Regions from separate parts of the Pan troglodytes genome. Here all the other regions are linked to region 3. Evidence: chromatin contacts called from public Hi-C data. All regions are on one chromosome and are shown on one strand. Each heading gives the region's core, a stretch centred on a gene start, on an enhancer-like site or on the middle of the called end of the contact. The rest is flanking DNA. Distances are from core to core; before and after follow the strand shown. Region 1 overlaps NAV2 (neuron navigator 2). Region 2 overlaps NAV2 (neuron navigator 2). Region 3 overlaps NAV2 (neuron navigator 2).

What was found. A called contact is a pair of places that touch in the nucleus more often than the background predicts.
Region 1: a contact with region 3 is called in a Hi-C map of induced pluripotent stem cells, with 2.8 times the contacts expected there. The contact joins two enhancer-like sites. A contact is called at or near these places in 5 of 7 Hi-C or Micro-C datasets (blood, induced pluripotent stem cells, a lymphoblastoid cell line and 1 more) and 1 of 1 other capture datasets (stem cell-derived neural stem cells).
Region 2: a Hi-C map of induced pluripotent stem cells shows a contact between it and region 3, with 4 times the contacts expected there. The contact joins two enhancer-like sites. A contact is called at or near these places in 3 of 7 Hi-C or Micro-C datasets (induced pluripotent stem cells and stem cell-derived neural progenitor cells) and 1 of 1 other capture datasets (stem cell-derived neural stem cells).

What each region holds. Positions count from the first base shown.
Region 1 is chr9:23,585,450-23,588,149 of NHGRI_mPanTro3-v2.0_pri, reverse strand. All of the region lies in intron 2 of NAV2 (neuron navigator 2), which reads right to left. Among named protein-coding and RNA genes, the nearest start is that of NAV2, 210 kb to the right of the region's middle. Within about 2 kb of position 1,384, at least 9 of the 24 cell types and tissues checked have an H3K27ac peak or open chromatin away from gene starts, as enhancers often do. A contact at or near this core is called in induced pluripotent stem cells, where this site is marked.
Region 2 is chr9:23,933,816-23,936,515 of NHGRI_mPanTro3-v2.0_pri, reverse strand. All of the region lies in intron 7 of NAV2 (neuron navigator 2), which reads right to left. Among named protein-coding and RNA genes, the nearest start is that of DBX1, 260 kb to the left of the region's middle. Within about 2 kb of position 1,420, at least 2 of the 24 cell types and tissues checked have an H3K27ac peak or open chromatin away from gene starts, as enhancers often do. A contact at or near this core is called in induced pluripotent stem cells, where this site is marked.
Region 3 is chr9:23,772,301-23,775,000 of NHGRI_mPanTro3-v2.0_pri, reverse strand. All of the region lies in intron 2 of NAV2 (neuron navigator 2), which reads right to left. Among named protein-coding and RNA genes, the nearest start is that of NAV2, 390 kb to the right of the region's middle. Within about 2 kb of position 1,295, at least 4 of the 24 cell types and tissues checked have an H3K27ac peak or open chromatin away from gene starts, as enhancers often do. A contact at or near this core is called in induced pluripotent stem cells, where this site is marked.

The sequences.
Region 1 (2,700 bases), core at 135-2,634, 190 kb after region 3:
ATTTATCTTTAATTTTTTTTTTCGGAGTTTCGCTCTTGTTGCCCAGGCTGAAGTGCAATGATGCGATCTCAGCTCACTGCAACCTCCGCCTCCCGGGTTCAAGTGATTCTCCTGCCTCAGCCTCCTGAGTAGCCACCACGCCTTGCTAATTTTGTATTTTTAGTAGAGATGGGGTTTCTCCATGTTGGTCAGGCTGGTCTCGAACTCCCGACCTCTGGTGATCTGCCTGCCTCGGCCTCCCAAAGTGGATAGAAAACCATTTTTAAGAAATGTCCTTGCTGGCAAAAACACCACCACCATAAACAACCATCTAATTCATCCTTACCTACTCCCTCATTTTATAGACGAGAAACAGAACCCTGGAGGACAAGTGGCCTGAAAGTCACAAAGCCCACAAACAGCAGAGCTAGAACACAAAGCCAGACCAGCAGTGTTTCCATTCCTTGAGGCGCCTCTACTAGCTTTGGGTTCAGGGCAACGCATTTTCTAACAAAAGCCTACCCCATGAGTGGGGAGGAGCTGGGCAATGGAGCCTGGGGTCTCCCCCAGAGGGTTAGACACTTCCTGCTCTCTAACATCCAGAGACAAATCATAAACTGTAAGGTTGGCCTAGTGTGGGCATTGGCATCAGACAGCCCAAACTCAATCCTGGCTCTGCTATTGGCTAGCTGTGTGGCTTTGGCACAGTTGATTTACCTCTCTGAGCCACACTGTCCTCATTTCTCAAATTAAAATTCTAAATTCTAATTATCAGAGTTGCTTTCTGAATAAAGTAAATGCCTGCACGTAGATGTCATAGCACGATTTCAGGCCCTTAGAAGACTCTAACCCAGCATTAGTTCCCTCTGGCCACCTTTATTTTGTGTTGCCTCCTGGCTTAGAGCGCAGAATTTCAAAAACAAAAAACGAGAGAGAGCTCCCACAACTTTTCAGTATGAAATGCTCTGTCCCCTTCTCTGATTGCTAGGGGAACAGAAAGCAGCCTCTTTTTCTACTGGGCGTGAAGCCCTTTGAGTCCACCCAAACTCGCCAGCAGAGGGCAGCACAATTCTGCTAAAAGCCCACGAGGGGTTTGCCACCCATTCTGGGCCTCCACCATCTGATGACTTCCCGGCTGGCACAGAGAGGCTGGTGCTGCCTCTGTACCTCTCCTCAGTCTGGGTCCCTGGAGCCCTGGCAGCTGTGGTGTGTCTCCCCAGAAAGGGAATGGCCAGACCTGCTCTGCAGCAGCAAAGGCTGGATTCAATTTGCAATGCCAAGGCATATTTGCATGTGCTCTTCTGTTAAATACATCAGTTTGTTACAAACAATACTTCCCAGAGGTGAAGATGCAAACCAGGCTGAGGCCACCCGCAGCCCAAGCTCCCATTTCCTAGGCATTGAAAATCGGCTGGTCAGTGCCTTCCCTGGCTCATCCTGGGGTGATGGGGAGGGGAGAGAGGTGTGTGTGTGTGTGTGTGTGCGTGTGTGTGTGTGTGTGTGGTCTGCATTACTGTATATTGGTACTCCGATGAAGGCTCTGAGGCCTGGGTGGGCATCCCCAAGGGGGAGGATGAACTAAAGCAGGGGTAGGCCCCCATATCTCTCTTACTCCTTCCAAAACGAGCTGGGAAGAACCCCAGGAACAGAATCCGCACATTTCCCCTGACTTCAGAGAGCCCTGCTCAAGACAATGAAATTAACAAGTGAGAAGCCCAAGATTAGGGGTGGGGCTGTTGACCTCCTGTATCTCTGTCTCTAGATTTCCAGGAATTTTTGGGCTTTCTAGACAAAGGTTCTGGCTTGAAGGTCCATCTGGGCTGGAGATGGGGCTGTGCATTGAAAGAATGCTGCCCTCCCAAGAGTCCTTCTGAGCCCGGCTCTTGCAAGGGACCAGGAATGCCTCTCCTCACCAAGGGACATTTTCCTGCACAAATGTATCCATGGAGAGCATGTTACACAGCCATGCTGAGACTGGAGGCAAAACCTGCCTTCCTTTTCGCTCCACAACTGCAGAGGACAAGAAAAAGAATTTCAGCTTACGCGTTCCTTTCCCTGCCTTGAGAAGGATGGTCTCAGCACCCCCATCCAGCTCCCCCCTCCCCCCCCCCCCCACACACACTCACACACACTCTCTCACAATGCAATGTTAACGCTAAAGAAGTAAGCAAATTCCTTGGTGGGTGGAACTGCTGCCCAGGAAACAGCCCCTCGGAGAGAGCTACTTTAAGGCAGAAAATCCTCACAGCACGCTGGCCAATGAATGCTGTTCAGCTCTTTTACACTACAGCGCTGAAATAATCTTTTTTTCACTTTCTCTCCAAAATGCCTATAATGTCTGTGAGGCTGAATAATTTACGGTCCTACCGTCCTTCATGTCACAGAGTGGTTCCACTTAATGTTGTTCCATGGCCTTGTGACAAATGGAGTTTTTCTTGTGTTCTTTGACCCAAATGGGATTCAGGCTGGGGAGCTTCTGCTCGGTCTGGGTGGGATGGGAGAAAAGTGAGGAGGAGGGGAGAGGGTGGCTCCTGTGCCGGTGGCCACAGGGCCCAGCAGGACAGGCCCTGGGCTCCACGCCCCTGAGCCCCGATGGAACAGCCCCTGGGTTTCTGGGAATTGATTCAGAGAAGTGTAGAGAGGCAGAGTGGGGAGGCTGAACACTCAATGACTGTAAACTGTGAATTCCCTGCAGACGCCTCACACGCCTCCCCTCTGGTG
Region 2 (2,700 bases), core at 171-2,670, 160 kb before region 3:
ACACAGGCATATCCACACAAGATGCAGTCTTTTTCCAGCATACAAATGAATCCTAGAGTACAAGTAGCACCCTCAAAAATAAAGCGCATTTTTGGAATGAATGAATACTTTTAAGGGAACCAATCCAAAGGTGGGGTTTTGGGAACTCTAATAAACTGTGGGGATATGTGTGAAATTACTGAGGTGGAGGAGACTCTTCCAGAACAAATCACACCAACTTTACCCTTGCCTGGGGTAATTAAATGCTAGATTTGCAAGCAATCTTAGAGAAAATCTATTCCAACCTACCGGCTATTGTAAGAAACCTCACCTGTAGCATCCCTAGCAAGTGATGATCCAGCCTCTATTTGAATACCTCTGGGGTCAGGGAACTCACTACTCTCAAGAGAGCCTATTCAACTGTGAGAAGACAAATGTGAAAAGCTCTTTTCACAATATACATATGGAGCCAAAGTTTGCCTCCCTGTATTTTTTTTACTTTTACTCCCTATGTCCAGAGAGAGAAGAAAAAAGCTAGTTCAGGATATAGATCTTCATTTGTGCAAGGGAACTGGTTTCTGTCCATAACACTGTTTTCAAAAACATCCTTTATTTCCAACCATTGTGTGGGAGAATGGGGATCGTGGGCACAATGGACCCTGCAAACTTTGGCTATGGGTCTCACCCTGAAGAGGTTGTACCTAGTCCAGAGAATTAAGTTTCTACCTAATCCAGAGAATTAAGTTCATTCATAGTACCCCTCTTTTTTTTTTATAAGAGCAGTTACCACAAAATGTAACGATACTGTTTGCATTTGTTTACTGTCTCTTCCATCAGACTTTAAGTTCCATGCAGGCAGAAATAATCTGCTTTTTCACTTTTGAATACTCAGTGACTGGCATAATGCTTGGTACATAGAAGACATTCAATAAATAACCTCAGACACATGAATATATGAAGGACTGAATTCCAAGTACACAAATGTATAATAAATAAGGGAGAGAATCATTTATTCCACACTATACAGTCTGGTTTAGAATTATTTGCCTCTTAAAAATGGAACCAAATCTAGCATACCCTTTTTGCAGCAAAAATCAACTAGTGCCTTCAAAAATCCTTCTCCTTAGGGCTAAACCTGATCCTTGAATCCACCAGCTGGCTGCCTGCCCACGTGAGTGGGTGGACGGCTTTGTGAAGACCAATTTTAGCTCAGGCCTGCTGTCAGTTCCTCACCACTCAAGAGAAAGTCTTTCCACTAGGCCACATGAACCTGATCACACCCACACTGTGGGTTTTCTCCACTTCACATACATTCTCCTAAATTGAGGAAACAAATGTGGGGAGGCCCTGTCTGGAAGAAAGCATTTAGACAGTCTGCAAGTTATTATCCTCCCAAGCACAGTGCCTGAGAATGCCAGGCTAGAAACCAAGGATCCTCTAGGAAACACACACAAAACTTGGGCAGTAGGGGGCAGCAGTGACTTACAGTCCTAGGCTGTCCTGGAGCCAAAGGACTTTTTTTTTTCCTTAAACTTTTCTTTTTCCAAGCTATGTAATTATAGCTTCCCCACTCCACATTTAGATTTCCCACTCCACATTTGAGAAGAATGCTGTGATTCTCCAACTCTGAAAAAGGCAAAGGGAGCATTAGATGTTAAGAGGCTGCCTTTACCTTTGCTCTTATGAAGGAAGCAGGCCAGGCCATTGATTTCCATCAGCAGTTGTTATCTGTGCATTGTCCACAAAGTTTGGGGAGCCTTGCCATCATAAAAACTAGCATAACCACTGCTAAGGAATCATGGCAGGAGCTCCTAGGACACTAAGAATGTGAACTGTGTCCATGAGGCCTTGGCACAAACCAGCGTGTAGCATGACCATTCGTCCACAGTGTGTGACACCTGCAAATGGCCCATGTGTCACTCTCACCACCAAGTAGATATACCATGACCATTGTCTCAGATATTCTCATTGCAACCCCGATACCTTCATCAGGAGAAGATGGCTCCCTGGCACGTGGGCTACACACTGGTATCCCAATGAAATGCACACGTTGATGGAATCACAAAGGCAAGCTGCAGCTAAGAAACAAGCACTTTATTTGCGAGAGTCACTGAAGCCTGAGGATGTCATGTCCTTGGCCCAGAGAGGCAGCCAAGTGCACATTCACAAGAAACTCCTCAGTAAGTAGTTGCAGCTACCTGAGCTGCCAGGCTTTACTGTTCAGGGTCTCTCTCCTCATTCTGACCAGCACTCCATGCTTGCACTTCACATTGTGAACATGGGCTACATATGCTCACAGAAATGTTAGCTTCATTTATCCCAAAATGTATGTATCTTCTCATGCTGTTGAACACTGTCAAATACCTAAACTTGGAGGAAATAAACTTTTAAAGAGGACCTTAAACTAAGGAATGACTAAACTAAGTCCTGACTACAGATGAGAGCTTGATAAAAATGACTATTATGAGAGCACCCAGAAATGTAAATACTTCCCCCTCCCAATGATCCTTGAAATGAAACTGAATTCATGTATGTGTGATAGTTTCCTCGTAACAGATGGAAGCAAGAGAAATGCTGAGATTTATCATCTGAAGATCGGATGAACATCAACTAGTCATTTTCAATTCCTGAGACAAGACTAATCAAATAGATCGTTCATCTTTCCAAATGATTTATTTTCTCTTTTTCTCTACTCCCTGTTACAAAAAGCCAGGTTTATTG
Region 3 (2,700 bases), core at 46-2,545:
AGTTAATATTGTATTGTATGCTGAAAATTTTCTAAGAGAGTAGGTTTTAAGTACTCTTACCACACATACAAAGATACTTATATGAGATGATGGACATATGAAATTGCTTCCCTGTAGTAATCATTTCACTATGTACAAGTATATCAAAACAGATTGTACATCTTAAATTTATACAATTAAAAATTAAAAAATAAAATCTGTAAGGGGGAGGCTAAGGCCATTTAGGAGACAGCCTTGATGTCAGAAAAGGTTACATTCCCATCTTTGAAAATGGTGCCATTGCAGGATCTAAACTCCTCTCACTTGATCTCTTGCTACAATCTCACATCCCTTCTACTGATAAGTCACCCAGACTGTTGGCTGCTATTGGAAGCAGCAGGAAGAAGAGGTTAGGAGTGTGGGCTCTTGGGCTCTAAGACCATAATACCTGGGTTACTAGCTGGGTGACCTGGAATGTGGCTGTGAGCTCTTTGCATCAGCTTCCTCACCTGCAAATGTAGATGATAACAATAGTAATAGTGTCTACCTTATAGGCTTTTTGTGAGGACTGGAGAAAACAATATATGTCACATGCTGATAACATGCCCGAGATACAGTAAGCACTCAATAAATGTTTGCTATTATTGCTGACTGGGCTACCAAAGGAAGTATTGTTTCTAGTTCAATTCCCCCATTGTACTCTTCCCCTCTGCAAAATATCAGTAAATCTCCTTGCCTGAATATGTCTCCTGTGTTCTTTTTTTTTTTTTTTTTTTTTTTTTTTTTTAGTATTTATTGATCATTCTTGGGTGTTTCTCAGAGAGGGGGATGTGGCAGGGTCACAGGATAATAGTGGAGAGAAGGTCAGCAGATAAACACGTGAACAAAGGTCTCTGGTTTTCCTAGGCAGAGGTCCCTGTGGCCTTCGGCAGTGTTTGTGTCCCTGGGTACTGGAGATTAGGGAGTGGTGATGACTCTTAAGGAGCATGCTGCCTTCAAGCCTCTGTTTAACAAAGCACATCTTGCACTGCCCTTAATCCATTTAACCCTGAGTTGACACAGCACACGTTTCATCCCCATGTCTTTGCCCACAATGTCCCCTTTACCTGGAATGCCACCTACCTACTTCTTTTGAATAAACCCCTTCACACTTCAGGGCCCATCATGAATAAGTACAGTTTGCCCTGGGTCTGTTCCTTGTATGTTTTACTGTCCGGAGATCCCTTCCAGCATGTCACAGGGTACTTTGTTTCTAGTAGATGCCTCCAAAGTGCGCAGTACAAAGGATTCCCCATCAAGCTCCCAGTGGCTGCCCTCCAGGGGGAGCCTGCTCGGAGTACGAATAAACAGGGAGAACCTTCCTTTCCCTCTCCAAGGAGAGGATAATACAGTTTCCTCTCCACTGTCCTCTTCAGATCTACTGTGAAATTTAAATTCATGAAAGCTGGGTTCTGAGCCTAAAAGCAAACACCAGGGCCCTCTTAGAAGTTCCTCCATCCAGCTTGCCCGAAGTCTGGAGCTGCCGGCCGCTGCTTCCTTCTTCAGAGGGCAAAATAAAGCATTTTTTCCTTGGGACACTGCCAGTCTCCTCTGTTTCCATCACTGACTCCAGCAAAAGAGAGGCTTAGCTAGGGATTATAAACTCAAATTCCCATAGGGGCCAAGAAGCTGACCAGGTATAAGACATATGAGCATGGTGGATACTGTGGCTAACAGAGAACACTCTCTAAAATCATTTTTAAAAATTTTCTAAACCAATGTGCCAGATAAGCAAATGTCTCCACAGACCTGATTCAGTCTGAGGGCCATCAGCTACACCGCTCAGCTTAAAAATTCGCTACTGACCCTCAAAACAGGGGGATTCAGGGTCCTCAGTGTGACCTCTGAAGTAACAATTAAGGGGGACAGACCTGAGTTTACATCTCTGCTCTGTCATTTCCTGTGTGACCTTGGGCATCTAGCCCTCTCTTTACTCATTTCTCATCATTAAAATGCAAATAAAATGAGAATGCTCTAGGTTGCTATGATGATTAACTGAGAATATGAAGAGAGTAACACAGAATCTAGTATATATGAATGTTCAATAAATGATTTTAAATTTTACTGACCAAGTTGGGAGGATTACAAGGGAAGTGTGTAAGAGTTGTCTATGTATCTTCTTTTCTTTTTTTGACAGAGGGTCTCACTCTGTCACCCAGACTGAAGCCCAGTGGCACAATCGTGGTTCACTGCAGCCTCAAACTCCCTGGGCTCAAGTGATCCTCCCACCTTAGCCTGCTGAGGAGCTGAGACCACAGGCGTATGCCACTAAGCCCAGCTAATTTTTGTATTTTTTGTAGTGATGGCATTTCACCATGTTGCCCAGGCTAGTGATTTGTATATGTTTCTAATTCCATTTTTCCGTCTAATATCAGTCGTGTGTTTTCTCCAGCTTCTGCCTCTTCTCCCAGCAGGTACCAATACGTGAACCAGGGGACAGAAGCTAATTTACTGAGCTCCAGCACACAACTCTGCACTGCTGTGGGCAGCTTGGACAGACAGTCAGACATCAGAGCAGCAGAAGCCTTACCTTTCATCTCTGCTGACATTAAAACACCTTTAAAGAGCCGTCACAAAGCCCAAACACTAAAACCTGTGTGGCTTCCTTTACAGGACAGAGACTGAGCTCTCCTCACAATGGCCAGGAACCATTCTCCCCAGTATCCCCTAGCAAACAAGCCC